Regions from separate parts of the Muntiacus reevesi genome. Here region 1 is linked to region 2. Evidence: chromatin contacts called from public Hi-C data. All regions are on one chromosome and are shown on one strand. Each heading gives the region's core, a stretch centred on a gene start, on an enhancer-like site or on the middle of the called end of the contact. The rest is flanking DNA. Distances are from core to core; before and after follow the strand shown. Region 1 holds the start of MATR3 (matrin 3). Region 2 holds the start of EGR1 (early growth response 1).

The links. A called contact is a pair of places that touch in the nucleus more often than the background predicts.
Region 1: a Hi-C map of muscle shows a contact between it and region 2, with 2.8 times the contacts expected there. The contact joins the promoter of MATR3 here to the promoter of EGR1 in region 2. A contact is called at or near these places in 2 of 3 Hi-C or Micro-C datasets (blood and muscle).

The regions. Positions count from the first base shown.
Region 1 is chr1:228,466,273-228,469,215 of mMunRee1.1, forward strand. It overlaps MATR3 (matrin 3), which reads left to right and starts at 1,565. Exons shown (of 17, transcript XM_065918662.1): 1 at 1,565-1,629; 2 at 2,799-2,837.
Region 2 is chr1:227,766,083-227,768,782 of mMunRee1.1, forward strand. EGR1 (early growth response 1) reads left to right here and starts at 1,403. Exons shown (of 2, transcript XM_065918641.1): 1 at 1,403-2,014. The coding sequence starts at 1,702.

The sequences.
Region 1 (2,943 bases), core at 315-2,814, 700 kb after region 2:
TGGTCCTTCTGTCTCCAAAGGCCCTGGTGTCTCTCTATTCCCAGTTACTTCCTGTCTGTGCTCTGAAAGCACACAAGCACACTTTCACACAGACTTCATCTTTCCTTTCCACGAATCCTCAGGGTAGCTGTGCCTTCTCCATTTTACGTGTATGAAACAAAAGAAAGCAAAATATATGAGACGCCAATGCAATTTCTCCTTTAGCAGAGCTCTGCAGGACAATTATCCACCCAATCTGCCCAATTTTATAGCTCTCATAACCATCCTTTATGAACACACTGTGACAGCTGGATGTGGGCACTGATTAGGGCAGCAGTCTTCAGCCACATTCCTATTTAACTGCAAAGCAGATCTCCTGCCTACCAGCCCACCACTGATCATGTGACATTTTTAATTACTGTATTTATGTAAGCCTTTTTCCTACCAGAGACTGTGTCCAACTCCATCCAAACTGGGAAGAATTTGTTTTTGCCACTTCAGGGCTATCCTTAGAGCCTGAAATTTTTCCCTGGAATCAATGTAGGACTCTGGGCTTTCTCAGCAGAGGTCTGCGAGGGTTGGGTTTATAGGAAGCACATTTTTTTCCCGTTATGAAATACCTGAGGAAATAGATAATAAAATATGCCGGCAGATGACAAGGACTTTGGCTACTCCCAAGGGTTCACCTGACAAAGGTGCCAGGTGCAATAGATGGGCAGAGCCCACCAGATGCTGGGGGCTGGGGGCAGGGAGATGCTAGGAACAAAGTGGCTTTAGAATTTGGGAAATTATAGAAAGGATTTAGGAATTACTGCTACTGGATCTTGCCTTTCTCATCCTCAGCTTCACCAAAATGTTCAGCAGGAGAGAATCATATCGACTCCAAGTAGTGAGGGGAGGATTAGTGTCCAAAAGAAATGCTGATAACCTGGTGGGCAACCCGTCCAGACCAAAGATGTGGCCTCTTTGGCTGACTGTGCCACGGTGGAAGGGAAGCTTGGCAGAGAAAGCCAGTACTCTTTAGCTGCTGCAGCTCAGCTAAAGATCCCACTGCAGGGCCCCGGGGATGTGTTCCCGCAGGTTAGGCTGTAGGAGTGACTAGCATAATCCAGGCGAAAACCTCCTGGAGAGATCCCCAAAACCAAGGTGACCTGTGTGCGTGGGCAATCCGTTGACTATGTGACAGAAATGCGTGGAAGAGGATCTGCGTGGGAGGTGGAAAAAGCGTGGGCTGAGCTTGCAGCAACCAGAAGGCGCCACACACGTGTGCGAGGAACCGCGGCGCTCGCTGTGGGCTGACAGGAAGCACCGCCCCACTCGGACACACCAAGTTTTCTCTTAAGCAGTTTCAAACCCAGCGCGCTTTCCACGCGTAAGTATAAATGAGGTGGGTATCAAATAACCGTAGCGCTTGTTCGGATTTCTATCTTTTCTCTTCTTGGTTCTAGCTCCTGTGTAGAGTATGCCCACCTCTACCACAGCTCTCCCATTTTCGTAACGCTTTCCTGGGCGGGGTTTCCGGGCCCCGCCCACCGAGGGCCCGCCCAGTAGCCTCCCCGGGGCGGAGCTCCCCTCGACTCCAGACTGCCCTTTTCCCCTGCGGTCTCTGCCCCGGGTGCAGTGTCCCTACCGAGCTCCGGACACATGCCGGTGAGTAAGGGCAAAGTGGGGAGAAGCCTTGGAGGTTTACCAGCCAGGGGCGAGAGACAGTGGTTGGGAGGCCTCTTCCGAGGCACGGGACGAAACTGGGGCTCGTGCCCTAGTGACCCCAGGTTTGGAGGGCATCTTGAAGAAATGCTGAGGGATAGTACCCCTAGAATCCCCCCTGTTTTCTACCATCCCTGCTGTCCCTGGAGAGTTGCCGAGAGTCGGTGTCGGGGAGCCTTGTTCCCCAGGCACCAGGGCCAGGGACTTGGGAAGGTTCGCGAGGAACACGTGGTCGGGTGGAGCTCCGTCAGTTCTATCCGAGCGCCGAAAGGGACGGGCTATTTTTAGATTCGTTTTTAGACCTGGACAACGAGCCCTCTATTTTCCTTTTCCTCTAATTGTTTGGAAGCGTTTTGGGGTGAAATTAGAGGAAGGCTGGGAAAAAGTATTGTCTTACATACTCTCACCTTATACAAACAAGGTAAATTGTAAGGGGGAATGGGTAGGAGTGTTAACATTTTTGCAAACATTTTGGTTATTGTTTTCAACCAGTAGTTGGGGTCGTTGGCAGGATTGGCAACCTAACTGTCTCCAGTTTCTTTACCATTCGTTACTGCATCCAGTTATTTTTTAAAATGCTGTTTTTATGGTTCAAGAGATCACATAATTGAGGCCCTTTTCAATCTAGTTTCAACCAGCCTTTCCAATTTTCAGTGCCCATTACTTTCCCAGGATAAGTTCCCTTTCTGCTCACCAGTATTCATCATCTCTTTGCTTAGAGTAAGTTCCCAGTCTATAGCAGATATTATCTTATGCACTTAATTTATATTCCATTTAAACCTCCCAAACACCCTGTGTACAACACTCCCATTCTACAAATGAGACTGAAGTACAGAGGTTATTTGCCCACTGTCATTTGGCTGTTGAGTGACAGCCAAGCTTCCTGATACTTGTTGATGAGACCATTAATTTGCTACTGTTGAACTGCTGTGGTATGCAAGTAAGGATGACGACAATAAAGCTAACCAAGGGAACGCTCTTTTATTGTTGACTATTGTTTCTGTGGTTCAGGCCTCACTAAGTTAAGGGAGTTTTGAGGGTAGGGGTCTTGAACGCCACACAAGTGTTCACTAACTGTTGTCTGTCTCTAACCTGGAGTGCTTTGATTGCAGAGCATCCAGCTGTGAATTTTTGAGCGGATGGAGCCCCAGGTAAGTGCAGCACCATTAGCCTACCTTTGGCCCCAGCTGTAGGCAGCTGCCTAGGTTTCCGTGTACCTAGGCAAGTGTTACACTGCTGGGAGAACAGCAGCCCGAT
Region 2 (2,700 bases), core at 153-2,652:
ACCCCGCCGGGGAGTTGCGAGCCTCGGCTGTGGCGGCTCCCCAGGGACTGCAGGGGGAGCCCAGGCTGCGGCGCCTGCTCAGTTAGCGCTCACTGCGTCTAAGGCTCCCCCTGCCTGGAGCAGCGCCCAGCACAGGAGCTGGGAGGGGGAGCAAGAAGGCGGCGAAGAGCCTACTCGGCCAGGGGCCGGAGGAACCGAGCTGGAGAGGGGACCTCCAGAGGGCAGCACCAACTCGCTAAGCAGATCTCTCTTCTCGCCGGCCGGGGGTCCCCAGACAGCCCGTAGGGAAGTCTCCTGCTCAGATTCCCACACTTCTCGCCCCCCCCAATCACCTGTTCTGGATAACGGTGGGTCAGTCTCCCACCATTCCAAGGACCACTAGCTCCTGGTGGGAAAAGGACTCAGGTTTCTCCAGAGACAATCAGTTCCCCTTGTCCAGCCACCCAAGCCTGGGCTCTTCCCCAGAGAAAACCAGAGAATCGCCTTTCAGTTCTGGTGGCGCAGAGGGATCCCGAGGCCCCAACAACCCCACTCCATTGGCAGATGGCGGAGAAGCAGGTGGGCCACCGCACTGCACAGGAACCATCTGGCTATTATTTCCTAAGCCTCAGTTTCCACCGCGACACCGGGAAAGGCACCATGCCATTGGTCGAGGCCAGGGGTCAGGGCCCCGCCTCTCCTGGGCGGCCTCTGCCCTGGCCAGCCCAGCCACTCCTCCCCTTCGCTCCCGCCCGGCTCCCACGGTCCCAGAGGTGGGCGGGCGAGCCCTGGATGACGGCGGCAGAACCCCAGTCCTCCTCGCCCTCGCCTCCGCCCAGGGCCCGGGCTTTCCCAGCCCAGTCCCCGCCGGGGAACCGCGGTGCGCCTAGCACTACGCGCCCGGAGCCCTCCCCGCCTGGGCGTCCCCGGCTCTAGCGCGCGCGTTGGGCTCCCGGCTTGGAACCAGGCAGGAGGGAGGGAGCCAGAGAGCAGTAAGCAGAGACCCGGAAACGCCATATAAGGAGCAGGAAGGATCCCCCGCCGGAACAATCCTTATTTGGGCAGCGCCTTATTTGGGGCGCCCCGATATGGCCCGGCTGCTTCCGGCTCCGGGAGGAGGGAAGAAGGCGGAGGGAAGAGGCGGGGGCAACGCCGGGAACTACTGAGCAGCTTCGGTCTGGGAGTCCTCAGCTGCGGCTTGAGCACTAAATTTCCTCGAAGCCTGGGCACCCAGGGTGCGGGAGCCGGCGTGGGACCCAGGGTGCGGGATGGCAGTGCCTGCAGTTCTTGGAGAGGGGGCTTCACGTCACTCCGGGTCCTCCCGGCCGGTCTTGCCATATTAGGGCTTCCTGCCTCCCATATATGGCCATGTACGTCACGACGGAGGCGGGTCCGTGCCGTTCCAGACCCTTCAAATAGAGGCGGATCTGGGGAGTCGCGAGAGATCCCAGCGCGCAGAACTTGGGGAGCCGCCGTCGCCAGCTGCCGCCGCCGCCAGCTTCCGCCGCCGCAGGACCGGCCCCTACCCCAGCCTCGGTAGCAGCGCCGCGTCTACACCGGCCGGCGGCGAGGGCGAGCCTGCGAACCCCGCCTGCGCTCTCCACAGTGTGCCCCGCGTCCCGCATGTGACCTGGCCAAGCCCCCGAGACGTGTCCCCCGCAGCTTCGGTCCCCGGCTGCGCCCACCCGCCCCAACACCAGCTCTCCAGCCCGCCGGTCGGGGATGGCGGCAGCCAAGGCCGAGATGCAGCTGATGTCCCCGCTGCAGATCTCCGACCCCTTTGGCTCCTTTCCTCATTCGCCCACCATGGACAACTACCCTAAGCTGGAGGAGATGATGCTGCTGAGCAATGGGGCTCCCCAGTTCCTCGGTGCCGCCGGGGCCCCGGAGGGCAGCAGCGGTACCAGCAGCAGCAGCAGCAGCAGCGGGGGCGGTGGAGGTGGAGGGGGCGGCAGCAGCAGCAACAGCAACAGCAGCAGCGCCTTCAACCCTCAGGGGGAGGCAAGCGAGCAGCCCTACGAGCACCTGACCGCAGGTAAGCCGTGGCCTACTCCGAGAGCTAGCCCGTTCGCCGACATCCTGGCGTCCAGTCCTTCCCCACGGCCTTTGCAGCGCCCCCTTCGCCACAGGGGTGCAAATGGGGTTTCCTTTCCATTCCTCGCATCCCCAGGGTCCTGTGTTAGAGGACTGCCTGGAGACATTCTCCCCACCCCCATCCTGTCCTTAACGGTGCGCAGAGGAGCCAGCTTTTGTTTTGGATGGAGAGCTGTGGGGCTGCGTGGGTGGATGGAGGAGGGAGAGCTTGTTTTGACGAGCAAGGCTGCGCCCCCTCCCCCTCCAGAAAGGCTTGCCTAGCCTGCCGCTATCCCCGAAGAAAGGCCGGGATCCTTGGCCCGGGATGTCCCGGCAGCCCGGGGTAGGGGGCGCGCACTAGCCGCGGCCGTTGCGGGGGTACTGGCGGGAATCCCTCGCCCGCGCAGCCGCTGCTGCGGAGCGCTGGGAGCTGCAGTGGAGGGGGATTCTCCGTATTTGCGTCAGCGGTTGTTGAAATGGGTTCTGCGTCTGGAGCGGGTCCAGGAACATTTCAATCTGCTGCTATCAATTATTAACCAGCTCAAGAGTCAATGGTAGCTGGCCCGACCTCTTGTCTGGCAGCGTGGGTCTTCCGCGTCCTCCGGTGATTGCTCTCCAGTAACCAGGCCTCCTCCCTCTCTTTCTCCT